Regions from separate parts of the Mus musculus genome. Here region 2 is linked to region 1. Evidence: chromatin contacts called from public Hi-C data. All regions are on one chromosome and are shown on one strand. The core of a region is the stretch at or near the end of the contact, and the rest is flanking DNA. Distances in the headings are between cores, read along the strand shown.

Region 1 (4,344 bases), core at 748-3,247:
AATTAATTAATTAAATTTATTGATTAATTAAAAATAAATGATGCTTTTGTTAAGTTCCAAAGCTCTAGGTTTTTTGTTTGTTTTGTTTTGTTTTGTTTTGTTTGTTTGTTTTTTACCAGCCTAGGTTGGAATCAGCTCCACCATCTCTAACCTTATTATCATGTTCTGGGGAATGAAAGCTATGTCTCCAAATAAATATATAAAGTGGAAAGCAACCCGACCTCTGGCTTCCATATACCCTCTCAGACACACGACAGTGACAATACTTTTTAAAAACTAGAAGAGATTCTGAGAACTCTATACATGCCATGATTAAGCTGGCCTTGAACTCATGATGTAGCAAAGGCTGACCTTGAGTTCCTCCTGTCCCCACCTTCCCAGTGCCAGCATATACTACCATGCTCAGTTTATACACTGCTGGCAATTGAGCCCAAGGCCGCGTGTAGCCAGGCAGGAATTCTACTGAGAGCTGCAGTCCTGAGATAGCTGACCTTGAAGTCAAGATCTTTGGGTCAGAATTCCAGTGATGTTATTTATATATGGTGACTTTGGACAAGTTAATTGCTTTACTTAATTTTCCTACTAGAGAAATATGGGTACCGGTGACACCTAGCCTTCTGGTGTTTTCCCAAAGATTAGATGCTACCTACAAAGTGGTGAACTGTTAATGCTGTTAGGTGGTATTTTATGCACTAAGCTAGTCACAGTAGTTATCAACAGTATGCAGGTTTACCTCTTAACACATTCATTTAATCATCTGTGTTAGCCTTCCCTTCCTTTGGACTTTGGGTTCCTTTAAAGTGGGGCTGTATCCAGCTCTCTCTGGTACCAAGAGTGGTATAACACTGACCCAGTGTGGAAGCCCTTGCAGAGTTAATTAGTCATTTGGATAATGTTGGCAGTCAACAAATCTCTGTTGCTCTCACTATTTTGGTCAGGAGGACACAGAAGGGAAAGGAGATATTTGAGAGACTGCCCGTATTTGACACACTTGACATGAAGCACCCTGCATCATGTTCTAAGATTCTTGTCTACCATATCCTTCATACCCCCACCCCACCTGCGTATCATGTTGGTGGTTTTGCCAGTCAGACTTATCACTTTCTCCCATTCTGTTTATTTTGTGTTCCACGGGCAACTGCAACAGTATCCGGTGAGGGAGAGATCACTTGCTGTGTTAGTTACATCTGTGTCTTTGTATCTGTTCTAACCACTTGATAGCAACAACTGAATGGAGGAAAGGCTGGTTTATTTTGGCTCATGGTTCTGGTGAGCTTTTATCCCATCATAGTGGGGAAGGTATCGTGGAGCATCGTGAAGCTGCACAGTCTGTGTGATGAGACCCTGTGGCAGAGGCTGTTCACATGATAGCTGATTAGAGCACAGAGAGCAAGGCGGGAGCTAGGAGCAAAGGCCTGTTCTTGGTGGTCTCCTTCAGTCAGACAGGCTCCAGTGGTGGCTCATGATCCCACAGCCTCTCAAAATAGTACCACCAGCTGGAAAATTTGTAGAGATTGTTTTAAAATCGAACCCTAACATTCCCTTAAGGAGTTCATCTTTGCATTCTCTCTAACCACACTCGGTTCCTTACAGGTCACCACAAATGGTATCATCGCCATGAGCGAACCCCCAGCCACAGAATACCATCCCGGAACCTTCCCACCCAGCTTCGGCTCAGTAGCGCCTTTCCTGGCTGACTTGGACACAACCGATGGCCTGGGGAATGTGTATTATCGAGAAGACTTATCCCCGTTCATTATTCAGATGGCAGCAGAGTATGTCCAGAGAGGCTTCCCGGAGGTCTCTTTCCAGCCCACTAGTGTGGTGGTTGTCACTTGGGAATCTGTGGCCCCTTATGGAGGGCCCAGCAGCAGCCCTGCCGAGGAAGGCAAGGTGAGTGCACCCCACATGGAGATGCAGGTATCTGGTCTGGTATGTTGACTGTAGTCTTTGCGCTTGTTCCAATGGACAACATGCCTATCCTGTTGCTCAAGACAGGAAGTCTAGAGCAAAGTCCAGTGAAATTTGCCTGTTGCATGCAGGTCAGCAAACTCCAGATGCTTATCTGTAGGGCTGTCTGAATCACTTCTGTGACTGTCTGATGTTGAGAAAGCCAGGTATTTGAGGAGATTGCTCCATGGCAAACATATGCCTGGGAAATAGTACCTGTGTTCCTTCTTTAATTGAGAAAGAGTGGGACGATAGCTTCTAATTATAGAGAAGTTATTAATAGGAAATGCTAGATATCAAGGTTCTGATCAACGTGCCCCTCCTGAGTGGAGAAAAGTCCTTTCGTAAAGAAGCTGCCTTACTGACACTTAATGGAACGATCCCCAAACTCTTAGCCTTATCTCCTCTTATCACTGACCTCCATGGGACACATAGCATTCCACAGAACACATTTTGGAGAGGCCTGTGGTGGGTCTGCATATCTCATATGCTTTGCAAAATTGGAAGATTGCCTGACCCAAGGATACTCAGCTCTTGCCTGCCTCTTGGGACTAACCTAATAAGACTCCATATACCCTCTTCAGCAGTTGTATCAAACTGTTTTTTTTTTAAGATATATTTCATTTTTAAAAAAAGATTTATTTCTTATTAAAAATAAGTACACTGTAGCTGTCTTCAGACAGCACCAGAAGAGGGGGGTCAGATCTCATTATGGGTGGTTGTGAGCCACCATGTGGTTGCTGGGATTTGAACTCAGGACCTTCAGAAGAGCAGTCAGTGCTCTTAACTACTTAGCCATCTCTCCAGTCCTATATCAAGCTCTTATATTTGCCTGAAGCATACCTTTTCCTTTGTTCTGGTATGTTTTGCCTCACTGTCGTTTGTCTTTGACATGACCTCCTCCTGATTGTAAACCCAGGCCCTCCTGTGAAGCCTTGACCATCACGGGCTTCCCAAGAACTACCCCTACCCTACCCAACACAGGATTCTTCCTCATTTGACCTACATGTAGCACGCTGCACGCATCTCTGTTACAACATCTGTCCTCAGATTTAGGCTATATTTGTCTATAGATCCACCTCTCTGTGTAGACGGCACAGTCTCAATTGTAGGAAAGTGAGGTGGAGTGCTGCTGGCTCTCCCCTGTCCTTTCTACAAGGAACCCAGTGAACAGCATGCTTTGAGAGTATGGTTGTATTGCTAGAAACTGACTTTTAACTCATCTTCACAGAGAAACACGTTCCAGGCTGTTCTGGCCTCCTCAAATTCCAGCTCCTATGCCATTTTCCTTTATCCTGAAGATGGTCTACAGTTCTTTACAACATTCTCGAAGAAGGATGAAAGCCAAGTACCTGCTGTGGTTGGTTTCAGCAAAGGTCTAGTAGGATTTCTATGGAAGAGCAACGGAGCCTATAACATATTTGCCAATGACAGAGAATCAATTGAAAATTTGGCTAAGTATGCATATTCTTTATTTGTTTTTCTTCATTAGATTCCCCTTAATTATATTATTATATTGTTTTACCAAACAAAATGTAGTAAGTATTAAATTACCTAAAAATGTTCTTATAGATTTAAATTTTATAGAGAGATATTTAAATGGTGAAACTGTATTTTTTTCCTGATGAATCTTAGGGAATTTATTTAGCATGAAGAGGTCTTTTGTTTATTTTCATCTTTATTTGTATGTATTAGCATTTTGCATCATATGCATGCAGTGCCTGTGGAGACTAGAAACACATTGGATCCCCTGGGACTGAAATTACAGATGGTTCTGAGCCACCACATGGAAGCTGGGAATTGAACCCAGAGGGTCTCTCTGGAGGACTTACCAATGCTCTTAATTTCTGAGCTGTCTCTCTAGCCCCAGTAGTGTGTTATTTAGAGTGCACCTTCATGCAAAACTGTCTCTACTGTGTCCTCTGAGTTTGAAGTCAGAAATAATGGAAATTTAAACCTGTCTCCTGCCAGGAACCTAAACTAAGTGTGGTTTTCCTCCACACTGATGCAGAACAGTTCTTTACTGCACGCAGTGAAGCCTCGTTGTAATGTTAGTGTAGAGAAGCAAGAGATAACAGGATATTATACAAAAGAGAGGGATAGCCAAGATTATTGGCTTTTTGTTTTGTTTAGGTATTTTGAGACAGGATCTCATATAGCCCAGGCTGTCCCCAAACTTTCTACATAGAGAAGGATGGATGACCTTGAACCAGAGATTCTTCAGCCCCCACCTCCAAGGTGCTGGGGTTACAGGTGTAAGACATCATGCCTGGTCCCAGACTGGTTTTTAAGAGTTAAAAATCTTACAACTCCCAATATTCTTTAGCCTAATCCCCTTTCCCCATTTTGTCTTCTGTAACTCCAGCTCAGCTCCAAGGGATCTGATCTCCCTCT
Region 2 (4,646 bases), core at 185-2,684, 130 kb after region 1:
AAGAACCCAGGTACATAGTTGGCCTCTGATTTAAACACACTAGGGATACCTGGGGATTTATAGTCAAGAAACGTGGAGCTCATGGTTGATACCAACATAGGTGAATGTTGGTAGCATCAACCTCACAAGATTCATGCTGAAGGCAGGCCAGCATGAATAGATACCAAAGGTGGGGACTGAGAGATTTTGTAGATAGGGAGGGTGTGATTGTGTATGTGTGGGTTCTTGCTAAACTGCCTTGGCGATTGCTAAACCTAGAGTTTACAAAGATGTGCACACATAGCACATGGGCCAAGGAGAAGGTTCAAAGTCTGACTAAAGTTTGCTTTAAGCAAGGATCTTTGTCACATTGCCCACTGTATGCTAGCATATTTGAACAGGGCTAGGTAGGGTATCATACCTGGACCCAGAATTTTTGCAAGTTTCTCTCTTTCTGTTTGACAGAAATATAAGTTCAGGCCCCAATGCTATCTTGAGGATAGCCCTGCTTCCATCTTGGTGAACCTTTCCGTTTTTTGTCTTTTGTTTTGTTTTTTTTTTTTTTTTTTAATCCTGTGACCTCCAACAGAAAATAGGACAACAGTTTATTGCACATACTGTCCATGAAAAAACAAAACAAAACAAAACAAAACAAAAACCAAAAGAAAGTTTATTCTGAGGCAACTTTGAGTGAATAGTGCTTAGTAACAGAGATTCGGGTTTCCCAGAATTACATGTTCTACTGTGAAAGAGGTTTACACGCAGTCTTATAGCCATAGAACAAAAGACCATAAATCAATACATTTGCCAAATATAGCGGAAAGGACATCGGGGAGGTAGGCTACAGCATAGCAGGAAAATCTCCAGCTGATGATACTCTTCTTTTGAGCACTGCTGAAAAGCCAGTCGTTGGCTAAGTTTAACAATACATTCCAAACTTTTTACATAACAGGCACAAAGATCTTAGGTCAGCTACAAAGGTTGGTAATAAGCAGTTTTTTTAAAGAACCTAAAGATAGTCCAAGATAATCTTGGTTACTGATCATCATCTCTCCGTAATGGTAAAGTTCTAGACAGTCAGTCACTTTGTACAGTCTTCAACAAAGATGTAATTTTCCCAGTAAACGTGAGTTTACAGTAGAAAGAAGACACTAGGCTTGCGCTTTTAGGGGCTGAATCGCCTGGGATGGACGAAGCTTTATGCGGCCGGGAGGGGTGGAGTTCAGAGAAGCTGCACAGGGCCCTCCTCGCTGCATTTGTCCCGCCTTCTTCCTCTCATTGGCTGAGATTCTCCACGCATCACGTCGGCGACCCCAGCGTGCCCTCCCGGTGGGGCGGGACTTTAGGCGCTCGAGGCGGGGACGGTGCGCACGCGCAGAGGAGCGGGTCTGGGTCTGGGCGGGGGAGGAAGGGGGTGGTGTTCCCGGTTTCCCGGGTTACCTGAGGGGGCGGGGGTGAGAGCTCACGCTGGCCTGGCAGCCTTGGTGAGTCGGGATTCTCCTGCACCGGCGGGCGAGAGCGCGCGGCGGACCACAGAGCGGAGGTAAAGACCGCAGCGGGCTCCTTTAGAGGGTCAGGGTCTCGACCTCAGCGGGGCATGGCGGGAAGGTGGCGGGCCGCCCGGGCGGGGTCGTGCCGCGCTAAGGGAACGGGGTGGTGCCCGGAGCTCGGCCCGGCCGGGGTTCGCTTGCCTTCTGAGCTCTGCACAGTTGCTGATTGAGGCGGACCCGGGCCCCGAGGGCTGTGGCGGCGGCGCGGACCCCATAGTAACTTTACTTACCGGCCGGCTGGTGCGGCGGACGGTGTCCTCAGGGGGCGCTTCACCTCGGGAAGCGCTTGTCCCGGACCGCCGCTACCCTCAGCCTGCCCGGTCCTTCCCAGCAGGTGACAGCGGGAGCTGACAGGTTCAGGGCGTCTCACTTCGCGCCGCGGGTCCATCTGTCATTCCCCACCCTGGTGCTTCGGAGTCCTTGCTGTCCCTTCCCTGCCCGTGACACCTGCTGCGGGACTCTGCAAACAACCCTTCGTGGTTCGCGCGCACCTCTGGAGCGGTGGCTGAGATGCTAATATAATAGGGACGTGACCCAGGGAGATTTCCTCTGCCACCGGAGGCCAAGGGTTCATGATGGAGGGTTGGAGCTCAGGGAGTCAAGAAAAGTGTCCTCATCCAATCCTCAGAGGGATAAACAAAACAGCAAAACATCCTTGATGGAGAGAGAGAGAGAGAGAGAGAGAGAGAGACAGAGACAGAGACAGAGACAGAGACAGAGACAGACAGACACAGCTCTTGCTTGGTAGTTGATGGTGTGAGAAAAAAATTTTAAGGTGTTGACTCGTGTAGAACACACATTTGTGTTGAATTCTGGCCAGTATTTCCTTAAGGATCAAATTCATTGTGCATTTTCTCCAGGGTTTGTTTAACAGGTTGATATGGCACATTAATTTGAGCTTTTTCTTCCTGAAAGGCATTTGGCTGGTCTGCCTTTACTTTTAACTTCCACACCTAGTAACCTTATACTAATAAAGATGTTGGCTCTTAGCTTTTATTATGTAGCTGATTGGTAGGGGATATCTGTATTTACAGAGCATTGCAAGTAACTTTTCTGCTGCTCGTTGCTGTCATCCACGTTGACACTAACACATACAGATATTGAGAGACTTTGGAAGATAGAGGACGTAAGGGGGAGATGAGTTTCTGTTATTTAGTTTCCATTAAAATACTTCCCAGACAATAAATTGCATATAGAGCATATGCATTTAGTAAAGATGTTTAAGTACCTATTGTGGACCAGACACGTTTTATAAACAGATAAATACCCCCTTTCTTGGGTCATACATATTCTGGAAGAACCTCAGACAATAAGTAAGAAGAATATGTCCTTGTCAGATGATGTTAAAGGACTTAGAGAAAAAGCAGGGAGAAGACAGAGCCAGAAACGGGCTGCAATTTGATTAGAGGTAGTTAGGAAAGGCCTTCTGGAAAAAAAATTTGATAACCGGAAGGAAGTAAGGGGTGATCCATGCTCTTTTCTGAGGGAAGGATATGCAGTGAGAAAGCCACTTGCAAAAGCCCTGAGGCAATAGTGTGGAGACTGGAGTCAGAAGAGAGCTGAGAGGCGGGTCTGGCCGTGTTGGAGCCAGTTAAGTAAGAGTCGTAGAGTACCAACAGATTAAAAGGGTGAGAGATCAGATTGTGAAAGGCTTTATAAGCCTCTGTAGGGAGAGGAGACCTCTTTTTGATTACAAGCTGATATAATCAAACTTGATTTTCAAAGGAGCCATATTATGACTAATTGGAAAATATACCACCATTTGGGGGAAGGGATAGCAGAAACAGAAGCAGAGATACCAAGTAATGAGGCCAGAAATGATTTAGGAATTTGTGGCTGTGGTGAGAGGTTATTGACTTTTTAATACATTGTGTATAGAAATGTAGAGGACAGCAACAATTTTGTCTTTAGCAAGAAAGATAGACTAGAATAGGGAGGTACTGAGAGCTTTCTGAGAAGAATAGGCTTGGTAAGGAGGTTAGGTTTTAGGGGATAAAATTAAACACCCAAGTGGAGATTATTCGTAATAGACATTAGTGACTTTGCATTACAGGAATTTTTGTGTTTCTTGACTATTCCAGCTTAACCATTTTGCCCATAAGTGGACAATTTCCATTCCATGCTTACTACTTTTTTTTCCTCCCAGTGTTGGGACTCAAACCCAGTGCCTTGAGCATGCTAGGAAAGTTCTCTTACTAAGCCCTTTCTTTCTCTGGCTCTGTTTTTAGTTCTTTTGAACCAACGTAGTCATTTATGTTCCCAATGTAGCTCTGGTTTTATTTGCTTGGATTTAGTCCATGTGTTTGTTAGTTTTAGTTGTAGAAAAAGCTGTACAGAATTCCAGAGTATTTTTTATAGTCTGCTGCTATATTCAACTTGAACACCTTTCTCTGATTTTTTAAAATTATTTTTAGATGCCTGTTAAAAAGAATTTAAGTCCCAGAAATATTATCAAATGTGGCTTTTCTTGGCCATTTGTGAAATTACAATGTAAGTGACCTGAATTTTTGAAATGATGTTCTATAAGCAACAAAGAGATTATTTTAATTCTTTTGTTTTATTACAGATGACTTGAAATAAACTATCACATTCTTAATGGAGATTTTTAAAATATCACAATATAAAGTATTAGGCCAATATACTTTGATCTGTAAGGCTTGCTGGAGCATCTCTGTAGTCCCAACTACTTGGGAGGCTGAAGCAGGAGGATCACATGTTCAAGACCAGCCTGGACATTTAACAGATTAGTGGGACTCTGTCTCAAAAATGAGAAAATGGGGTTGAGAATATGGCATGGTGGTAGAGTACTGTCTGGCATATACAGGGCCCTGGGTTTGAAAACAATAACAAAATACTTGTATCAGAAAATATGTAATCCTGAGGTCTATTCTTTATAATAAAGAACCAGAAAAGAACTAATACTTTATAATAAATTTTCAGCATATCTGTCCCCAATTAGATTGGTAACTGTAAACTGATCGTGGAGTCAGTGAGGCAACTCTGTTCTCATTGGCACTACTTTTTCACTGTTGCTTCTCATCAGTGCTTGTCCTTGTGCCTCTTAATTTCCCTGGCCTTGCTTATAATAATTGAGAGAGATATGATACATTCGGAATT

Evidence for each region. Hi-C and Micro-C count contacts between places; a contact is called where the count stands out from the background.
Region 2: a Hi-C map of liver shows a contact between it and region 1, with 3 times the contacts expected there. The contact joins the promoter of Lyst here to the enhancer-like site in region 1. A contact is called at or near these places in 2 of 39 promoter capture datasets (cranial neural crest and liver), 1 of 484 Hi-C or Micro-C datasets (liver), 1 of 115 datasets of contacts at active chromatin or transcription factors (embryonic stem cells) and 1 of 9 other capture datasets (adipose tissue).

Annotation. Positions count from the first base shown.
Region 1 is chr13:13,462,129-13,466,472 of GRCm38.p6, forward strand. Nid1 (nidogen 1) reads left to right here. Exons shown (of 20, transcript NM_010917.2): 2 at 1,594-1,893; 3 at 3,182-3,408. Among named protein-coding and RNA genes, the nearest start is that of Nid1, 27 kb to the left of the region's middle. Within about 2 kb of position 1,998, at least 10 of the 459 cell types and tissues checked have an H3K27ac peak or open chromatin away from gene starts, as enhancers often do. A contact at or near this core is called in liver, where this site is marked.
Region 2 is chr13:13,588,975-13,593,620 of GRCm38.p6, forward strand. It overlaps Lyst (lysosomal trafficking regulator), which reads left to right and starts at 1,435. Exons shown (of 53, transcript NM_010748.2): 1 at 1,435-1,522. It overlaps Gm30836 (a long non-coding RNA gene), which reads right to left and starts at 2,227. Exons shown (of 2, transcript XR_382086.4): 1 at 1,760-2,227.